Regions from separate parts of the Rattus norvegicus genome. Here region 1 is linked to region 2. The links are chromatin contacts, called in public Hi-C maps. All regions are on one chromosome and are shown on one strand. The core of a region is the stretch at or near the end of the contact, and the rest is flanking DNA. Distances in the headings are between cores, read along the strand shown. Region 1 holds the start of Tekt4 (tektin 4). Region 2 holds the start of Prss29 (serine protease 29).

Evidence for each region. A called contact is a pair of places that touch in the nucleus more often than the background predicts.
Region 1: a contact with region 2 is called in a Hi-C map of the A7r5 cell line, with 4 times the contacts expected there. The contact joins the promoter of Tekt4 here to the promoter of Prss29 in region 2. A contact is called at or near these places in 7 of 12 Hi-C or Micro-C datasets (the A7r5 cell line, the Rat2 cell line, Schwann cells and 4 more).

The regions. Positions count from the first base shown.
Region 1 is chr10:14,989,054-14,993,612 of GRCr8, forward strand. It overlaps Tekt4 (tektin 4), which reads left to right and starts at 3,231. Exons shown (of 6, transcript NM_001013965.1): 1 at 3,231-3,879. The coding sequence starts at 3,346. It overlaps LOC102547952 (a long non-coding RNA gene), which reads left to right. Exons shown (of 3, transcript XR_005490062.2): 3 at 1-134.
Region 2 is chr10:14,839,747-14,844,256 of GRCr8, forward strand. It overlaps Prss29 (serine protease 29), which reads left to right and starts at 2,062. Exons shown (of 6, transcript XM_017597837.2): 1 at 2,062-2,268; 2 at 3,783-3,843; 3 at 4,000-4,180; 4 at 4,345-4,510. The coding sequence starts at 3,783.

The sequences.
Region 1 (4,559 bases), core at 1,981-4,480, 150 kb after region 2:
TCTTCCCGGAAGTCCTTGGCTGGATCCTCCTTCTTGCTTGATGCCTACTGCAGCACTGGTTCAGCCATGCCAAAGAGCTTTGGATCCTTCTGTAATTAAAATGTCCCACTGGTCTGGGGAAAGATGTGGCTGTACCTCCCACTGCTCCTGCCTCTGTGTCTGCTCCAGCCAGGACGGCTCCCTGGTTTCTTGTTCTCAGTTACAAGTATTCTGGCTAGGGTAGGAGGCGGCCAGATGGTAATCTCTCCTCTGTTGGCCTTATCCTGTCAGCGTGACCTTGGACCCATCCCAGCCTGGGGCCCGCAGGTTGTGTCAATTAGAGTCAATGAGGCTGTATGGCTTCCCTCCCATTTAGAACCTTGCAGGTTGGGGGCGGAGCTAGAGGGATGTCCTCTAACCTTGGGGAACTGCTGCTAGACTTCAAAAGGGACCCTTTTGCCCACGTCCATCCCACTCATGATGTCTAGAGTTTGTAAAGGTATCTGTGCAGGGGACATCTGTGCTCTTCGTCAGTCTTCCTGCCCCTCTGTTTCCTAGGCATCCTGCAGGGCTGTCCAGTGTGGAGGGATCTGGTTCTTGGGGACACAGGCAAAGTGTCCATGGAGCCTGCACTCCCAGCCCCATCAAGCTGCAGCTGTGCTGTGGGAACTTTCACATGCCCCCCAGACTCACTTTCCACTGCAACTGCAACATGGGAAGAAGAGGGACATAAGAGAGGACCCCACCCCCCACTCCATACAGTCCCGCAGCCCACCACCATTGTGCCCACACGTCCCATTCAGTTTGTCTGTGCTCACTGTAGCTTTGCCTGCCTGTTCCCCACTTAGCCCTAGCTATGAGTATAGTTGTGACGGCTTCATCAGCCCCAGGGAAACCTTGTGCAATGATTGGTGTTCCTCCCCGAGAGGCTGGGAGGGGCTACACACTAGCACCGTCAGAGTACAAATGCCTTTCTCTGGACTGAGGGTCAGACTAGAGGCTGTGGATGATGGGGACAAAGGTTCAACACCTCCCTGAAAGTGTCTGGTGAGTCTTGACCCCTCAAGCTGGGGACTAAGGTTGAAGCTCTACCTTGGAGTCTATCCCAACCCAGGGGACCCTACATTGAGACCTGGCCTTCCTCATCAGCCCTGGGGTTCAATGGGATCATCACCTACCTGCCATGCCCAGTACTTGGATACTTCAGGTGAAGATCAAGCAGAGCCACTGGGCCCAGGTCTCTTCCTTTGCAGTCCCTGGGTCTACGTGCCAGGGATGAATCTAAGGAGAAACCACGCTTGTGCTCTGGGTGGCTCTGAACCTGCTACCATGTGGAGAAACCAAGGTACAGAGGAGATAGAGGGAGGTCCACACTGGCCCCCAAAGGCTCTTGGCCTCCAGCTCTTGAGGAACAATGGCAACTCTTGCTCAGTCTGGTTATGAATTCTTAAGGCTTCTACCCAACCAAACACACATGTACAAAGCATCTACTGGTGGAAATGCCAGGGCTCACCGTCAGAAGATTGACAGGGAGCACGGGGTGAGGGGATGACTGCTAGGGGGTCAGCACCAGGGAGGGTGCCAGGAAGGCACAGCCTGGGCAGAAGCATGGGGGTGAAACCAAGCTTGTGTGCCAAGCTGAGGGAGCCTGAGGTTCTTGAGGTTGGAAATGGGATGGGACAGAGTGAGGGAAGAGGCCGAGGGGCTGTGGTGTAGATCCGATGCTGACTAAGGTTGTAGATTTCTTTCAGAAAGCACCCAGTACATGGGGAGCCTCTCGGGAAGACCAGGAGGGAGGGGAACCAGAAGTCGGGAAATAGGTGTCTGGCACATTCTGCAGTCAATGTCGCCCTCTGTTGGTCACATTGGCAATCGACTTAGACTAGGATTTCTTATGCCCAGGTTGGACGGCAGGGTTTCCTGACCAAGTAGCATCCTGGGAACAACTGCCCAACAGAACGTGCCTCCTTTTTCTTGAGCAGATCAGGACATTTGACTCCAGATACATCCAGTGTGTGAAACCTCTCATAACACTGGCCCAAATCCCCAGGAGGCTCTGGGATACAGAAGAAAGAAGTGAGGTCTGGCCCTTACACAGTGGCCCTGGCAACAGATGGGGTGAGGGTCCCTGTGGATACTCCCACAGGGTCAGCTCCAAAAGTGAGTCCTGGAGGCTGAGGTAGGGTGGATGTTTGGTCCTCTGGGCTTGCACGAGGGGTTCAGACCACATGCGCAATGGGGTCAAGTTATGGGATCATAGGGTGGTTTAGGGTATGTTGGTGGTGTTGAGGATGAGAAGCACTTCTCACCCTGAGGAATCTGGTCATGTTTCCATGACCATCCACCTCCCACAGGTCACCCCAAGGGGTCTTTAAGGAGGCAGAACCTTCCCCATCCTGCTCCAGCAGAGCAAAGACAATGTGCAGGATCAGACCATGGAGGAAAATCTCAGGAAAGAGGGGCTGAGGAGCTGGGGAGGAGGACAGGGTGTCAGAGATTTCAGGACCCTTTCCTACCCGAGTCCAAGGGTCCTCTAGTGAATGAGTCCTGAGCTTCTGAGGCTTGGGCCACAGTGTGGTGAAGAGCTGAGAGTTGGGGATTGCTTGACCCCATTTGTGTGTGTGTGTGTGTGTGTGTGTGTGTGTGTGTGTGTGTGTGTGTGTGCGCGCGCACGCGCGTATGTATGCATATGGGTATTTGTGTGCATGTGGAGGCCAGAGAGAAAACCTTAGGGGACATTTCTCAAGCACCATTCATCTTGGGGTTTTGTCTGATTTTGTTGTTGTTAGGGGTTTTGTTTGAGATGAGAGATCCCACTATATAGCCCAGATCAGATTGGAACTCACTATGTAGACCAGGATGTCCTTGAGATCAGAGAGCACCACTTGTCTATGCCTCCTGGGTGCTGGGGTTAGAAGTATTTGCCACTATGCCTGGCCAATCTTATTTTCCAACATTCATCAAATACAGTTGGACTGGTTGGCCTGTGAACTCACAGATTAACGGTTTCTGCCTTCCCAGCGCCGGAATTGCAAGCGTGTGCCACCACACCCATCCCTCCCCAACCCCACCCCCACCCCGTGTTCTGGGAATCAAGCTCAGTTTCTTGTAAGGCAAACACTTTTCCCCATTTAAGCTATCTTCCCTGCCACTGCTTGGCCCTTTAAGAGGGCAATTCCGCCCCACCCCCTCGAGTGACCCCGTTGCTCAGCAACAGGAGGCAGTTGGTGTATACAATGTTCCTGAGGCAACCAGGAGCCTTGCTTGGGACAGAGTGACCAGTACTGCTCCACTGATCGTGCCTGGACGATTGCCCAGTGACCCTCTCTTCATTCCGCCTCCCTGCCCAGCCAGGGAGTAAGCACCATGGCACAAGCCGAAGTGCTCCTGACCAAGGAGCCAGCCCCGCAGTCAATTGATGTCTGTGAGCTACCCCAAAAAAAATATGAAGTGGCTTGTAATACCGGTGCCTATACATCCGCCGGTCTGGCCACCGCTGGCTTCCGCACAGCCAAATACCTCATGGACGAGTGGTTTCAGAACTCTTATGCACGCTACCACCAGGCCTTTGCAGACCGGGACTACTCTGAGAGGCAGCGGCATGAAAGCAAGCAGCTGGCAGCCGAGACTGGGGAACTTGCCTATCGCACACAACTTGACTCCACACGAAGGGTGGGAGAGCGTCTGGAGGACATGCATTGCTGGAAGTCGGAGCTGCAGCGAGAGATAGACGAGCTGTCTTCCGAGACTGATCAGATGATGGCCCAGAAGCTTCGGCTACAACGCGCCTTGGATGCTTTGTCCGTGCCCTTCTCCATCGCTACTGACAACCTACAGTGCCGAGAACGCCGCCAGCACCCAGACCTTGTCCGGGACTATGTGGAGGTGGAGCTGCTGAAGGTGCGGCCAGTGGCTCAGGCGCAGAGTGGGAGGCAGACTTGGGCACTCAGTGGATAACACAGGACCCCAGGGTTCACACAGCACTATGCCCTTCTGCCCATGCAGGACCCCTGATCCTGATCCTTCAGACAGTGGTGGGTTGTTTTTTTTTTTTCCTTCCCACATCCAAATAATTTTCTCTCTTTTGGGATTCCTTCCAGTCCACACGATTTCAAAGATGTTAAGTCTGACCCTGAGGGGGTTTTTTGTTATGGTGGTGGTGGCTTTAGGGTTGGTTTGTAGTTTGTTTGTTTTCCAAGACAGGGTTTCTTTGTGTAGTTCTGGCTGTCCTGGAACTTACACTCTGTAGAGCAAAGCAGGCCTCAAACTAGGACATTCATTCAGCTGCCTCTGCCTCCCAAGGACTGGGATTAAATGTGCTACAGCCTTTGGGCTGAGGTTGTTTTGTTTTGGGCTAAGCCAAAGGCTCTCCCTGTACCAGCATGCATGCCCCTTGCTTCTCTAGTGTACTTCAGGGTAGAAAGCCGGGCCAGCCAGTGCTGCAGGTATGGAGGTATGGAGGCCATGGCATCTGTCCTTGAGCCCCAGAGCCCCAGAGCCCCTCAGCCCCAGAGCCTCCTAGTATACACTTACAATCCCAGCATTGGGGAAACTGAGGAAAGGGGACCACAAGCTCCAGG
Region 2 (4,510 bases), core at 812-3,311:
CACAGAGAAATCCTGTCTTGAAAAACCAAAGACAAACAAAATAGAAGAAAACAAAAACAACAACCACACCAAAGCACTGATGGGAGGAAACCAGGGAAATGGTTGCAGCGCTTTTCTGATGATTTTTTTTTCTGATTTTCTTAGATTTGGGGTTGAGGGTTGGTGGAAGTCAGTGGCTTGTTAAATTAATAGATTCCAAAGATGCTGGGGTTTTTATTTTAAAGACAGGGTTTCTCTATGTAGCGAGGGCTGTCCTGGACTTGATCTGTAGACCAGGCTGGCTTTGAACCCATAGAGATTCACCTGCCTCTGCCTCCTGAGTGCTGGGACTAAAGGTCTGGCTTCAAAGATTCTTTTTCTTTTATTTATAAAGATTTATTTATTCTATGTATGTGAGTACACTGTCGCTGTCTTCAGATACACCAGAAGAGGGCATCGAATCCCATTACGGATGTTTTGAGCCACCATATGGTTGCTGGTTGCTGGGAATTGAACTCGGGATCTCTGGAAGAGCAGCCAGTGCTCTTAACTGAGCTTTCCAGCCCCAAAGATTCTTTCTAATGGTTTATTTATTTTCATTTTACGTGCATTGGTGTTTTGCCTGCATGTGTGTCTGTGTGAGGGCATTGGATTCTCTGGAGCTGAAGTTACACAGACAGTTCTGAGCTGTCAAGTGGGTGCTGGGAATTGAACCTGGGTCCTCTGGAAAAACAATCAGTGTTCTTAACCATGGAACCATCTCTCCAGCTCTGGATTCCAGAGATTTTTATCTATTAGTCACAGGATGCTAGTTCAGACATAGAGGTGGGCAAGGAGGCTGTTCTGGGGACCAAAATTGGTCCAAGATAAGATAATTAGCTTCTGGACCTGCAACATTCCAACTTCCCTACATCACTGTAATTTTAATAAGTCAGTCAGTCAGTCAGTCAGTCCGTCAGTCAGTCAGTCAGTCGGTTGGTTGGTTGATCTTTGTAGACACAGCTTCTTCCCAGGAATTCTCATTAACAATGCCCCCTATCAGACAAACCTTCAGCTTATCAGAACAGGAGCTCTCCTGGCAGGAGAAAAAGGCCTCACCAGACCTTTTTTTTTTGTTTGTTTGTTTTTTTTTTTTTTTTTTGTTTTTTTGGTTCTTTTTTTTTCGGAGCTGGGGACCGAACCCAGGGCCTTGTGCTTCCTAGGTAAGCGCTCTACCACTGAGCTAAATCCCCAGCCCCTCACCAGACCTTTTAATCTGCTAGGCTTTTGTCTTGGGCCAGGAGGGTGAGGAAGGAGCTGGACCTGTGCCATTTTGGAAGTTTGCTTTTTATTTTATAAGGCTTATTTTTTTATTTTTAATTATGTGTATGGTCTGTGTATAGATTTGTACATATGAAGGTATCCAGATGCCAGAGGTGTTGGAAACCCAGGAGCTGGAGTTACAGGTGATTCTGAGCTGCTCACATGGGCGCTTGGAATGAACCCAGGACTTCTGCAAGAGCAGCAAGCGATCTTAATGGCTGGGCCATCTCTCCAGCCCCCTTGTTATCTTTATTACTTGGTGGTGCCCCCTCCCTAACCATCATCCTGTCTGGGGCGCATCTAACTCCTCATCCCCCGGATGGACAATCCATATCTTTCAAAAGCACCTTACCCAGTACTAAGTTTATCACTGACCTACATTCTTTCTGTCCCTGGGGCTGAGATGCAGTGGGACACCTGGAAAATATCCTTGCTTTCCCACTACTCCTGGGTGAATCCTTTGCTTTGAGTCCCTGGTAACCCAGTGCTGTTCCCCTGTCCCAGCCTCTGCCCAACATCCCTTCTTGCAACAGAAGCCCTGGGTAGCCACATCCTCCTAACGGCATCCCTGAACCCAGGCCTGGTCAGGACTCTCTCATTGGCCAGTCTCTTGCCTCTTTGCTAACAGTTATGCCAGTTCTTTCTGATCCCATCACTGGATGTGGTAATGGTGACCTGACTCTGTTGTTATGATAGCCATCTGAGTAGTTCCGGTCAGGTTCTGAGGCTCACCTTGCCTTTTTGCTGACGTTGGACATGCTAGTAGTGTTTGAGGAAGCCGGGATTCAGGGCGTCGGGTTTGACGTAGTTGTGGGTCACTGTGTCCAACTTAGCATATAAACCCTTCCTCCTGCTCAGGGGTGTAGTGACCCTCTGTCTTGCTTCTACCTGTGTCCTGGACAATCCTGGTCACTTCCACATCTTTTGGAGGGTCTCACATCTGTGGCTAGTTCTTATTCAAAGAGACCTGGTATTTCTGGAGCCAAGGTGAGTCCCCCAGCTTGGCTCTGAGCCACTTCTGACAGCCCCTATAGGGGAGGCAGTGGGTGTCCTGATCCTCTTATGTGGACAGTAGGGACACTGCAGGGAGCCTTACTGACAATTTCTCAGCTGACGTCTAGAAGCTACTCTGGCATCCTTGTGTTGGCCACAAGATGGGTGTTTGTGGTCAGACCGAGATTACTTTAATGGGACACTGTGGATATGTGAAGTGGGAGAGCCCCAGAGTTTGGCTGCACCCTGACATCAGTGTGTGTGTGTGTGTGTGTGTGTGTGTGTGTGTGTGTGTGTGTGCGCGCGCGCGCGCACATGTGCACATGCGTGTGTTTGTGTGTGTTTGCACCAGTGGTGTCTTCACAGGCTCTAAATCAGAAATGCCCACAGATGCTGTCAAACGTCTCCCTGACTGTGACGTGCTGGGCTGGGCAGGGGACCCAGGTGGCTTGTGAGTTCTTGTCAGGAGCATAGAGCATCCAGATCTGACTATCTAGGTGTCCCTTTACTCTAGAGTGGCAAATCCATTGTAGAGCTAGGAGTGGAACAGGTGCATGGCCTGTCCTCGAGTGCAGAGGTCCCCTGGGATTCTTGCAGGGCCGTTCACCCCCCTAAAGACTCTGGCAGCCAGGATATGGCTGCAGGTAAGCACCATCTATGTGGTTCACAAACAGGAGCGCTGGGTTTGGTGCATTGTAGGCACCAAGTAGCGTCTGTTCTCAGATTTGATGGTAAAGTTAGTTACAGCAGCCACAAGCCTAGGCTGTGGGTGTGCCTGACCAGCGCTGGGCTCAGATGTCCATGGAGGTGGGGATATACTCACAGAATGTCCTGGGGGCAGTCTCCCCAGGACACTATGGTGCTGGCACTGCAGCTCCGGCAGAGGGAGCCTGAAGCTCCCTGTGACATGTGCTGGGGATGGCGGTGTGTTCCCAGCATGAGGGGGCTGCTCTGCAGTATCGCAGAGTTCACTGGATGGATGGGGGATTGTCTCACCCATAAAACACCTGGGATACCTGGTACTTCTGAGACACCAGCCTGAGTCACAGCCCTCCTCTTCCTGATGTCCCTGGTGATGCTACTGCAAGCCAATGGTGTTATCTATGTAACCTTGGTGACAAAGGGCTTCAGTCATTGAGCATGGGTCAACAGCCCCCTCTCATCCTTTCAGAGGTCAAATCCTTCTGTCCTCCCAGCTCTTCCTCCTAGCAGAGGCCTGGCCAAGCCCCCTGCCTACTTCCTGGGTCTTGGGGATAAAGGGACCGAGAGGCCTAAACAGGAGGAAGTTGCAGAGACCCAGCAGGGTAAGGCCACCATCTCCTCTTTTCCCGGATGCCGCTAACCGGATCTCAATCATCTCCATCCCAACATGGGCAAGCCCAGTCCCCTCCGTTCTTCCCCATGCTTCTGTCTTTGCCCAGAATCCTGCAGAGGCTCCAGCCTTCTCCATCCCCATCTGGGCTACTCCCAGACCCCTCTCACTTCCCACCTTTGTGTCTCAATAACAGATGCTGAGCCAGCTGGGTCTGACCCTCATCTTTCTTGGGTCCTCCATTGCTGGAATCCCAGGTGAGTCCATATCCCCATGCACTTCCTCCATTCTACAGAGGTTCCAAACAGATCTCTCCCCAGCATCATGGAGAAATGCATGCAACCGGTTCTGCTGCAGTGTGGGTGTCAGGTTGAGCACTGGCCCCCCTGACCCTTCTTCCCTGTTGCTTGCAGCATCTGTGCCTGAGGATGTGCTGGTGGGCATCGTGGGGGGCAATAGTGCCCCACAGGGGAAGTGGCCATGGCAGGTCAGCCTGAGGGTCTACAGATACAACTGGGCCTCCTGGGTGCACATCTGCGGAGGCTCCATCATCCACCCACAGTGGGTGCTGACTGCCGCCCACTGTATTCATGAGTGAGTTTCTTTGTTATCTAGTGTTGGGTAGGATGTGGGTGAATCAAGAAAGCCTGGGTTCTAGTTGATTCTGTCCAGGACTGTGGAGAACTTCCCTATAGCATTAGACTTCCCTGTAGGCTGTGGAGAACTTTCCCGTAGTCACAGCCTCTTTCTGACCTCAGGAGCGATGCTGACCCATCAGCCTTTCGGATCTACCTTGGGCAGGTGTACCTCTATGGGGGCGAGAAGCTCCTGAAAGTGAGTCGAGTCATCATCCACCCAGACTTTGTCCGTTCTGGCCTGGGTTCAGATGTGGCTCTGCTCCAACTGGCACAGTCCGTACGATCC